Regions from separate parts of the Mus musculus genome. Here region 1 is linked to region 2. A link is a contact called in public targeted proximity ligation data. All regions are on one chromosome and are shown on one strand. The core of a region is the stretch at or near the end of the contact, and the rest is flanking DNA. Distances in the headings are between cores, read along the strand shown. Region 1 overlaps Tjp2 (tight junction protein 2). Region 2 overlaps Fam189a2 (family with sequence similarity 189, member A2).

What was found.
Region 1: a contact with region 2 is called in a targeted proximity ligation map of pancreatic cancer cells. A contact is called at or near these places in 1 of 484 Hi-C or Micro-C datasets (uterus), 2 of 130 datasets of targeted methods (embryonic stem cells and pancreatic cancer cells) and 1 of 9 other capture datasets (pancreatic islet).

What each region holds. Positions count from the first base shown.
Region 1 is chr19:24,163,969-24,170,221 of GRCm38.p6, forward strand. All of the region lies in intron 2 of Tjp2 (tight junction protein 2), which reads right to left. Among named protein-coding and RNA genes, the nearest start is that of Tjp2, 58 kb to the right of the region's middle.
Region 2 is chr19:23,984,306-23,990,131 of GRCm38.p6, forward strand. It overlaps Fam189a2 (family with sequence similarity 189, member A2), which reads right to left. Exons shown (of 11, transcript NM_001114174.1): 4 at 4,142-4,270; 5 at 2,104-2,211; 6 at 404-537. Among named protein-coding and RNA genes, the nearest start is that of Fam189a2, 44 kb to the right of the region's middle.

The sequences.
Region 1 (6,253 bases), core at 1,398-3,897, 180 kb after region 2:
TCCAGCAGCCTGATTTGCCCCGGTAACAATAACACTAGGAGGAAAGAAACAAACGTTTTCAGTTTCATACCTGGGAAATTTCAGGGAGTGTCTAAGATGCCACAAATCTCTCTCCCCTCTTAAAACTCACCCAGACACTAACCAGAGCAGCCTGAGGCTGGAGAAGTGCCTTCCTGGAGGACATGCTCAGAAGTGCTGGACTCCAGCTGAAGCAACGGAGAGCAAGCACTTTCACAGGAGTCCCTGAATGAGGAAGTTCCTCTCGCAACCATCAATCAGAAGTCTGGTTTCTAGCCTGGCTGGAAGGGGAGCCAGAAGAGGCTCCCAACTGCAGCCTGGGGCCCCTTCTGTGCTCATCCCTGCAAAAGTTCACCCTGGGGGGAAAGTCTATGGCAAAAGGCAAGGGTGTGTGGGAGGCTTCCCCCTCCCAGGGGACGCCACCCTCCCCCGGGACGCCACCCTCCCCCACAAGCAGCTTTGCCTGGAAAAGGTGGAGAAAAGAATGAAAATGGATTCTCAAGAAGCCCTCCAAGAAAGCTGGAGTGGGGCTGGAGGGAGGAAGGCTTACTGCTCTTTAGAGGACCCTCCTTCCGTTCCCAGGAGCCACAGCAGGCGGCTCACAACTGCTTAGAACTCCAGTCCAGGGGGTGATTCAGAGTGCTTCCTCTTCTGCTGAATTCAGTTCCCAGCACCCCATCAGGGGGCTCACAATTGCCTGTAAGCCCAGCTCCAGGGAATCTGACAACAGGCCTCCAGGGATATGTGGGTGCACACATACACATTAAAAATAAACCGGGGGCTGGTGAGATGGCTCAGCAGGTAAGAGCACCCGACTGCTCTTCCAAAGGTCCTGAGTTCAAATCCCAGCAACCACATGGTGGCTCACAACCATCCGTAATGAGATCTGACGCCCTCTTCTGGAGTGTCTGAAGACAGCTACAGTGTACTTACATATAATAAATAAATAAATCTTTAAAAAAAATAATAAACCAAACTTATTTTTAAATAATAAGGGTTGGAAAGACTCCCCAGTGGATAAGAGCACTTGCTGCTCTTACAGAGAACCTGGGTTCATTTTCTAGGACCCACGGGGCAGCTCACAACTGAAGGGACTCTAGCTACCTTGAGTTGGCCAGCATGACTCTAGCAGACCTGGCCCTTCTCCTCCATTCCCTCTGCCTCGCTTAAAAACAACAACAAAAACAAACAAACAAACACACCAAACTGCTATCCATTCCAAAGGCTAACCCCCCATGGTCTATTTCCTTATTGCTAATTCCTATTCCAGAAACTGACTACCAAGGTCCAGCTGTAAAGTCTAGCAATCAAAAGCTCCCTTCAGGCACCTAATTAACATGCACAATTAAAATTAAACACTTCATCTCAGCACAGGGTTTCCCATTTCACCTTTATAAACCATCATTTGCCTGTCCCCTCTCCATCCAGAGGCAGCCCTTTATCCCATTCCAAGACAAATAACCCTCTTCTTTCTTTTCTCTCCGTTCTCCCTCTTCCTCTGGCTCCTGTCTCATCCCTTAACCCTGACCTCTGTCCCTCCAGAGCAAATACATCTCCTTTGTGCTAAGCGCACATTTTTCCTTTTAACAAGTCTGTGTCTATAAACTGGGCATGGTGGTGCACATCTTTAATCCCAGTCAGGAGGATCTCACCTAGTCTACATAGTGAGCTCCAGGACACACAGCCAGACCTAATATACAGATGGAGGAAAAAGGAAGTCTCTAGCTCCGGCTCCAGGGATGTGAGATTCTTGTCTGGCCTCTGAGAGTATAAGGCGCAAACAACCACCGAGTACACAGACATACAAGACGGCAAAACACCATACATATAGAGAAAAAAATAATTCCAGAAAAAAATTAAAATAAAATCTGGAAAAGGGAGGAGAAGACAGTCGCTACTGGCTTGAGGGAAGAGAACCCTGTGGCTCTGGCTAGTACATTATTCAAGCTGCAACTTAATAACAGATCTTTCCATTGCTCTGTGAGCTAAGCAACTACCAGGCTCCCTGGGACCTTTGCCGTTAAACAGTATGTCTTTTTAAAAACGTCTTTCTGAAAGAATCCAATGGATGCCTTTTTAAAAGAAAAAAAATAAGAAAATAACACACACATATAGCTGAAAGAGCAAGTAATTTGGAATATCTTGCTCCAAACTCCTTAGAATGTTCTCTAAGCTTTACACTCGAGCACTGAGAGCCCCCAGGAAGTTAGGGGCCACAGATGACTTTATTAGCCATCTAAACTAAGCAGAGCTGAGGTCTGCAACTCACATAAAGTGGCCAGTTAATTAGCGCTGCAGTTTCTGCTGCTTCTGGGCCTAAGTTCTGCAACACAGTAACAATTTTAATGGAGACCAACCTGAGCTAAACACAGCCCCATCTCAACAACAGCACACTGAGAGGTCCAGAAGCAATTCTACACTTTTTTTGGTTAAGACTTTTTAGTTCATCCAACTATCATCCATTCGCTACAGAAATATGAGGAATTCTCTCAATTAAGTTCGCCACTAGTCTGAGTCATGCTAGCTCATGCCTTCCCAAATCGAGTCAATCTGATAAGTACACAGTGACTTCGTCTGATGCCCTGCCCCGAGAGCCCTTGTGCCTACCACTCTGACTCACACAAGGGCAGGGCTCACAGCTAATGGGAAGTGACTGGCGGTATGCAGTGGCCGGAGGAAACAGGGGCAGGTGTACACCAGCCAATCCCACACAGCCGAGCAGCTGACTCCTCACTGAAGAGGGCTAAAGAGGAAGAAGCCTGCTCCTCGGTCGGAAACTGAGCTCACCAGGAAGTCCTTTAGTTTTGCTAAGAACCTCCCTCACTAATCTCATCGATTCTACTCCGCTGAATCCTCCGGAGACTGAGAGTGGCCGGTGACGTGAAGGTGTTGTCTCCGAGCTACAGGGATGACTCTCCTGGGTGAAACCCCACCCACCCAGGTTCTCAGGTGCGCCTGCTATCCTTGTAAGGCAAAAAGAAGAAACTGAACTTGAGCCAAGTGGGTAGGATCAGCTCTCAGATCATGTAAACAAATTGCTATAGTCGGACATTAAAGCAATGAGGCCGGCTGACAAATTTCTTTTTCCTTCCTCCTGAGAACAAAGGCCCTAGAAGCTCCAAGCCCTAGAAGGAACAAATACTACTAGAAAGCATTAGACCTTAAAAACTTTTGGTCCTGCAGGGGAGCTCCTTAGGCAGGGAGGTAAACACACACACACACACACACACCCCTGCGGGGAAGACGACTCTCAAGCAAAAAGACCTGCTTGGAAGACATTTCTGCCACCTGAAGCTGCAAAGGACCCTCCAATCTGCTGAGCTGCCTGCAGGCTGTCCAGTGTGGTCCAGGTTCCCAGCCTTTGTGAGCTGTCACCCATGCCGGGGTGAACTTTGGCGATAAGAGTTATTCTGGGGTGATCTGTGCTCATCCATATGGGATCATTTCTATTCCTGAATTCAGATTCCTGTAGGGAACCCCAATAAAACTCACTGGGTCGCCAAGCTGGACTTTGGTGGTATCCTTACCACTAAAAATTGGGTGTATCATGGGTTCCCAATCTGGGATTGAGTGTTTTGTCCACCCCGTAAAATAAAAAATTAAGTCACACAACACCTGGCTCGCCTTACCTTCAACTCAAGGAACTAAAGTTTCTCTATCACGATCCACGTTTTCCTTTGTTAGGATGGCAAAAATGTAACTGGACTTTGAGACTGGTGTACAGTCTAAAAACTTACCACCAAAAAAAGCTACAAACCTGGTCTGGACAGGTGTCTCAGCAGTTAAAAGCACTAGCTGTTCTTGCCAAGGACCAGGGTTTGATTCCCAGAACTTCATTCTCTGCTCACAATCACCTGTCAGCCCAGACCCAGAGGATCTGCCAAGCCTCTTCTGGCCTCCAAGGGACAACAGGTACCCATTGTTGTGCAATATAAGTGCAGGCATATAATAAAATAATTTTAACTCTAATAAGTACCTGGCACAGCAGGTACTTAGGATATTCCAGGCCCTGGGTTCCACCCACAGCTTCCTGAAGCAACAAAGGGGACGGGAGGTGTTCATTCAGAGATGTGTCAAGATTACATTTTCCCCATTACTATATTTACTCCTCACACAGAACAGGAGGAGGAGGAGAAACATAAAAGCCACACCCATCAAAGTCTAGTCAGGCTAAAACATTAGTCTAAGTTCAAATAAGCACATTACAAAGTATACTCTACTGTGGCTGGATGGCAGCCTGTATCCTGTTAAAGACCCAACTGTAACCATCTGCCAGGCGGCACTCATCAAATAGCATGTCCTGCTATGAAATGACTAAATACAAGTCACCAGCCAGAGGCTTCGGACACTTCACAAATGGCGCCACAGGCACACAACTAGAGAACGGCTATAATTCAGAGTGTCTCCTTTTCCTTTTCCTTCACATCAGCGTGCACCTCAACTGTCCTCCTTAAGTCAAAGCAAGGGGTTGTTTTTCTACCTCAAACTTTGCGGTTCCTACAGCATCCTTGTCAGAGCCCCCTTTATAGCTCCATGTATGCACCAGAAGTATATAAGTAGGTTCCATCCGCAGCACCATAAAGCTAATTCATTAACGAAAACCAAGAATCCCGCCACACAACACATTCTGTAAAGACCCTGAGAAGTTAAAACCTTTACGCGTGGCAAGCTATTTGGTGATCTGCATTCTTCAGGCCGCACTTGAAAACAAAGTGCTATTCCCTGGAAGGGCGGGAGTACCTCCTCCCCGCCCCACCACTTTATCACAAAAGAATGAACAGCATTTGGCCATGCAACTTTCGATGTATCACCTACTCGGAGAAAGCAGAAAAAGGAAGGGAATCCAGCCAGATGTTAAAAGAGCCCCACAGACACACCATGGGCAAACAGTCAGAAGAATTGCAGAAATGGGGGATGGGGGTGGGGGAGTGGGGTTGTCCACAGGCTCAAGACAGAGGCCATGTGCTCAACACTTCTGCTCTCCCAGGATGTCTCTGCATGTGCTGCTCATGAAGGTATGGTGGGGCTGGGAAGGTATATACTCGAGAGCTCTCCTGAACCAAGTCACATGTGCTTTACACAGTGACACCCAAGGCTCAGAGAGCAATAGCCTTCATGCTTTCAATTTGTACAGTCTACTACTGACTTACCATGAAAAGTTCACAAATCTTAATGCGGTTTTACTTCACATTTATTTTTGTTTCATCCTAAGCTACCCAACCTTCAAATAAGTGGGAATGCTGACTGGCTTTGGCTTCCACTCCTCACTCGATATTAATGTATAACAACTGAAAAACAGAATATGTCCCATCCAAGAAGCTAATAAAAAAGATAGAATTTAATTCCTGTCGAAGAGAATTATTGGGTAGGTTTTGGTGGTGGTGGTGGTTTTCTGTTTGTGTTTATTTTGAGACAGGATCTTATTATGTTGCCCAGGCTAACCTAGAACTCACAGAGATCTGCAAACTTGCCCCTCCAGGAGTGGTAGGATTAAAGGCGTGTGCTGCCACAAGCGGCTGGATTACTCCATTATTGCTGTTTCATTATTTAAATTAACTTATTAATTAAATTATCTAAATTAAAAGTGGTACATGCCTTTAATCCCAGCACTCTGGAAACAGAGGCAGGCAGATCTCTGAGTTCAAGACCAGCCTGGTCTATGGAGTTCTAGTACAGCCGGGGCTACAGAGAGAAACCCTGTCTTGGAAAAACAAAAGCAAAACAAAAACGGGGCTGAAGAAGTGGTTCCCAACATTAAAAGCATTTGCTGCTCTTGATGAGGACCCAGCCCCAAGATGGCTACTCATAAAACCATCTGTAACTATAGTCCCAGGAAATCCAATCCCCACTTCCAGCAGCAAACACATAAAAGCAATATATAGACTTCCATGCAACAAAGCAGCATACACATAAAACTAATTAATTACATTTTAAAGAACCTTTTGTACTGCAAGTTTTTATGAACCACAACTGAGAAAATACTCCAAAGGGGGAAAACAAAAACAAAAAAACAATCAAATGGCTGGTCAAAGTCCTTAGTGTGTTTTCTGAGAGGCTTAGGGATAATGGCCAAAATAATAGGCACCTGTCATTTAAAAAAAAAAAAAAAAAACACACACACACCACCAGGACAGAGAGCGGTGGTGCAGCCCAGTATCAGGGTTCTTGCCCATCACACTTCTGATCAGCAACACCACGGCCCAAGCACACAATGACCTCCGGGTGCTTAGGAAAT
Region 2 (5,826 bases), core at 1,941-4,440:
TAATTTTTTTCTTGGTGACTGCAAAGAATGTCACGGCTCTTGGGACCAGCTGATGGTGTTATAATGAAACATCGATTCTGCCTAACTGGGCATGTTTCCAGGGCAACAGAAACCCCCAATGCTGTCAAATTACAGCTGTTATCTCACCGGGTGTCAGTTTTCCCTAGGAAGCTAAAAGAAATTGAAAGAGTTTATCTCTAGGTCAAGATTGGGACTTATCTTTGGAGTCGTCTAGTTTATCGGAGAAAAACAAGACAGGGAAAGAAAGCTAATCGGACAGACCAATCTGCCTGGATTTTGGATTAAAAAGAAAAGTGGAAGCTCGGGTGGAGTGTTCTGGAGACTACACAAGTCTCAAGGCAGGGCATACCACAGAGACCCCAGCGTGACATAGGAGTTATACCTGCGGTTCATCCGAGGTGTGCAGGAGTAAAATGTGGCAAAGTAAGAAGGAGGAGGCACTGGTGGCACAAAGTCATCTGGGTCTGGAATCCGACCGTGTTCTTCCACGTCCTCTGCAGACATCTGGGATTCATCCTGGTTAAACAGCGTAACAGGAGAAAAGCAATGGATCACACAGTAGGGATGGAAAGCTAGGTGGAAATGCCACACAGTGCTTCCACACATAGCAGGGATGGACTGCTAGGTTGAAATGCCACACAGTGCTTCCACACATAGTAGGGATGGACAGCTAGGTGGAAACGCCACACAGTGCTTCCACACACAGTAGGGATGGACTGCTAGGTTGAAATGCCACACAGTGCTTCCACACACAGTAGGGATGGACAGCTAGGTTGAAATGCCACACAGTGCTTCCACACACAGTAGGGATGGACTGCTAGGTTGAAATGCCACACAGTGCTTCCACACACAGTAGGGATGAACTGCTAGGTGGAAACGCCACACAGTGAGTGCTTCCACACACAGTAGGGATGGACAGCTAGGTGGAAATGCCACACAGTGCTTCCACACACAGTAGGGATGGACTGCTAGGTTGAAATGCCACACAGTGCTTCCACACACAGTAGGGATGGACTGCTAGGTTGAAATGCCACACAGTACTTCCACACACAGTAGGGATGGACTGCTAGGTGGAAATGCCACACAGTGCTTCCACACACAGCAGGGATGGACTGCTAGGTTGAAATGCCACACAGTGCTTCCACACATAGTAGGGATGGACAGCTAGGTGGAAACGCCACACAGTGCTTCCACACACAGTAGGGATGGACTGCTAGGTTGAAATGCCACACAGTGCTTCCACACACAGTAGGGATGGACAGCTAGGTTGAAATGCCACACAGTGCTTCCACACACAGTAGGGATGGACTGCTAGGTTGAAATGCCACACAGTGCTTCCACACACAGTAGGGATGGACTGCTAGGTGGAAATGCCACACAGTACTTCCCCACACAGTAGGGATGGACTGCTAGGTGGAAATGCCACACAGTGCTTCCCCACACAGTAGGGATGGACTGCTAGGTTGAAATGCCACACAGTGCTTCCACACACAGTAGGGATGGACAGCTAGGTGGAAATGCCACACAGTGCTTCCACACACAGTAGGGATGGACAGCTAGGTTGAAATGCCACACAGTGCTTCCACACACAGTAGAGATGGACAGCTAGGTGGAAATGCCACACAGTGCTTCCACACACAGTAGGGATGAACTGCTAGGTGGAAACGCCACACAGTGCTTCCACACACAGTAGGGATGGACAGCTAGGTGGAAATGCCACACAGTGCTTCCACACACAGTAGGGATGGACTGCTAGGTTGAAATGCCACACAGTGCTTCCACACACAGTAGGGATGGACTGCTAGGTTGAAATGCCACACAGTGCTTCCACACACAGTAGGGATGGACAGCTAGGTGGAAATGCCACACAGTACTTCCACACACAGTAGGGATGGACTGCTAGGTGGAAATGCCACACAGTGCTTCCACACATAGTAGGGATGGACAGCTAGGTGGAAATGCCACACAGTGCTTCCACACACAGTAGGGATGGACTGCTAGGTTAATGCCACACAGTGCTTCCACACACAGTAGGGATGGACTGCTAGGTGGAAATACCACACAGTGCTTCCACACACTTACAATACATGGCCTTCTGCTGGCAAAGATCTGGAGGTAGCGCAGGGCAGCAGCCACCAAACACACTGTGGTGGTCAAGGCGTTCAAGGCACACAGGGCAAACAGGACTTTCTGGAAACAAGACCACCAGTCAGAGAGATGTGTAAAATGTGTTGATAACTATGCTGTCTGAACTGGCAAGCTTCTGAGATGATGGGGGCAGGGGGTCACATAGCATCGGGCTTATGCAAGTGTGAAATAAATGCTGGCTATTATGACCCCCTGGTCAGAATGTAGATTTCTTACTTTAAAATCGTATATTTCCAGCTACTTTGAAGACTAAGGCAGGAGGGTCATAAGTTCAAACCTGGACTGGTAATACAGTAAAACTGTCTAATCAAACAAACAAACAAACAAACAAAAACAAGCTAAACTACATATAATAAGACACAGCTATAACCCTAGCACTCTAAAGGCTCGAGGCAGGAGCATCTGAGTGCCAGGACAAACTCCAATTTAAAAAAATAAGTAACCCAAAGAAACCTACCATATCCATGGGTTCACCTTCTCAGATTCAACTGAACCAAAATGGAAACTACTCAAAACAAAAGCAAAAGCAAAAGCAAAAACAAACAAGACTATGCTGAACATGGACAGGCCCTTTTCCTATCTTTTTTTTTCTTAAATGATATAACAACTATTTGCAAAATACATTGCAACCATGCAGAAGAGTGTGTAAAGGCTATGTGCTATCTATCCTATGCCACTTTATAGAAGGAGCTTGGTGTGACAGAGTTCGGTATCCTCAGGGGTGCTAGAGCCAATTTTCCAAAGACATGGAGGGACCTTTTTTTTTTTTTTTTTTTTACAAGCCTCTGAATAGTATCTATAAAGTTCCCTCTAGAAGAACATTGAGACTCTTCTCTAGTTGGTGCCCTCACCCACCCAAGGGACAGCACTTCCTGCAGGATGGAATCTCCTTAGCATGTGGTCACTGCTTCTGTTTTGGGAGCAACAGGCAGTGGTGGCCCGGGCACTCAGCTACCACACAGTGGGAACCAGGAGCAGTCAGGGAGTGTAAATAGGTCTTCTTTCCTTAAAATAGCAGCTAAGTCAACACTGAAGGTTGCTGTGGCTACAGCCTTGGCTCCTTCAGGGGCTTTCCTCAAGCTAAGTCAGGCTTAGAAAGTTCCAGATGACTCAAGAGTCAAACATGCAGAAACCAAGGCAAGCAGGACATTTCTAAGTACTATGCTACCCAGAGCTTGAAGCTCTGCAGAACTTTCTCTCCGAGCTTCCTCCTCCTCCCTGAGAAGCAAAGATCTAAAGAAGTGGTTGACTAACAACAGCTAAGAGGCCATTAGCTGATTTTGCCACCCAATCCAGTCAGACTTCAGTGGCTCAGCTCCATTATAAAGGCTGAGTTTGCATTTCCCTTTGACCTGAATCCTTGGTGTATTCTCCTAAATTTCTTTACTTAATGTTGCCTATTAAACAAGATATAAAGAACTCAAGGGTCTACTGCCATTTCCTGGCTGATCTTAGTCTATGTGTCATAGAATGGTGACATTCAACACGCTCATGCAACTCACTACGAATGAACGACAATGCCAAGTGAGCGTGCAAATGAGGCTTTCCAGAAAGCTATACCTCGGATGTGTGTGCAAGCATATACATACGCATAGCTAGACTCCTTTGCATTTTTCACCAGCTTATAATTCTTTTTTTGTTTTGTTTTGTTTTTTGGGTTTTTAGAGACAGGGTTCTTCTGTGCAGCCCTGGCTGTGCTGGAACTCACTCTGTAGACCAGTTTATAATTCTTATATGCAATGAAATCTGTCTCCACATAATTTAAAACACAATCTGTGGCCTCCTCCACACTCCATTCTAACGGCAGGGTAGTGAAGGGCCGCTCAGTAACTTCAGGTTATTAGGGCTGCTCATACTTGCTTGTAGCAGCCTGACCATTTTCAGGCAGCCACCAAATGGGAATATCTCAAGGAGCGGCCTCTTGGGCCCCTGGGGAGCATTCCTGGTAGAGACTATGAGCTGGCCATCATACCTTAAGCAGAAGGTGCACAGCACTACAAGGCTGGACCGGGAAGAGTTTCAAGGCATTTTCTTTGTCTGTGCATTTGGCTGGTTGAAATTCTTCACAACAGAAGCAGATCTTGCCTTCACCTAAGTCCACCTTAAGGAAAGATGCAGAACAATGGTTTTATTATTTAAGGGGAAAAAATACCCTTGCTACACACGCAGCATGTATCGTACAGAATATGATGTGTATGGTTCCATGTCAAGCAATCTCGGGCAAGGTTTATTTTATTTTTAAGAGAGAGAGAGAAAGAGAGAGAGAGAGGCATGTGTATATGTATGTGTATATGTGTGTGTATGTTTATGTATATGGGTATGTGTATATGTATGTGTATATGTGTGTGTATGGGTATGGGTATGACTATGCAACGGCAAAGGTCACTAGCAGTTCATGTGAAGTTCAGACTCCAGGGAGTATCCTATAATTGCACTAATTAGGGGTGACAATGATGCCCGTCACTTTAGCTCATAGCTTTGTGGCAAAAGTGAATCACATGATTGGCTTTGATTCCCAGAAGGCCAAAGAAGCCCAGTCTACCTCAAGGGTGAGAAACACAGGGTGAATTCTGTGAACAGTAGGCCTGGGCCACGTAGAAAGATCCCCCAGGGCTCACTGTCAACACAGGCGTGGATTTGTATCAAAGTGATAATTGATGAATAGCCTTGACCATTCTTAATGAGATGCTCTGCCAACTTCCGGCCACCTTTCCTAGTTTTTCTTAAGGCAAGCTGAGAAAAAAAAAAAAAACGTAACACCTGGTTTGGGGACTCAAAACCCCAGCGGGGGCAGAGGCGGCCTTTCTAACTTGTTCTGCCTTCTGAGCTGACTTGGCTTTGCTTCCAGTTTTCCTACCAGGGAAGGTTACAGCTCACTAACTGTTAATTAGGCAGCTCTCAATTCACTAAGTGCAAACTCTCCAAAGGAGGACTACACTGGCACTCTCTTTTAACTGGTGGGGAGGTATTTTTCTTATTGAATTAATTTTTTTGGTTTTTTTTTTTTTTTTTTTTTTTTTTTTTTTTTTTGGTTTTTCGAGACAGGGTTTCTCTGTATAGCCCTGGCTGTCCTGGAACTCACTCTGTAGACCAGGCTGGCCTCGAACTCAGAAATCCACCTGCCTCTGCCTCCCAAGTGCTGGGACTAAAGGTGTGCGCCACCACCACCTGGCTGGATTAATATTCTTAATCTCTAGGTGTAGCACTAAATTTCATAGTTTTGTGAAAATTAAGGAAAAATTTGGTTCCTCATGGTGAAGTTGAGTGGAACACTAAAGAAATAAAAGTCCCCACCATCAGGTTTCATGACATGGGGATCCACTTATTAGAATTTCTTTTCTTCTTTTGAGGTAAAATGTGCATATATATAATAGTTACATATATACAAATAGTAAGTACATCATTTGAACAGTTATCTGCAATGTACTTGTATCACTCAAGCCCAATCTCACTCAATACCAGCTGTTAGCATCACATCAGAGAAACTCCTTCATGGCCCTTCTTCCTCATCCTGCCCACCTCTGTCCCAGGACAACCACATTGGTTCTTTTTGCTCCTATAGTTTAGTCTGGCCTCTTTGAAACCTCCAAGGACTCTAACACTTTTAATTGTTTGTCATAAAACCATGTATAAGATGATCCATTATTATATTGGGTT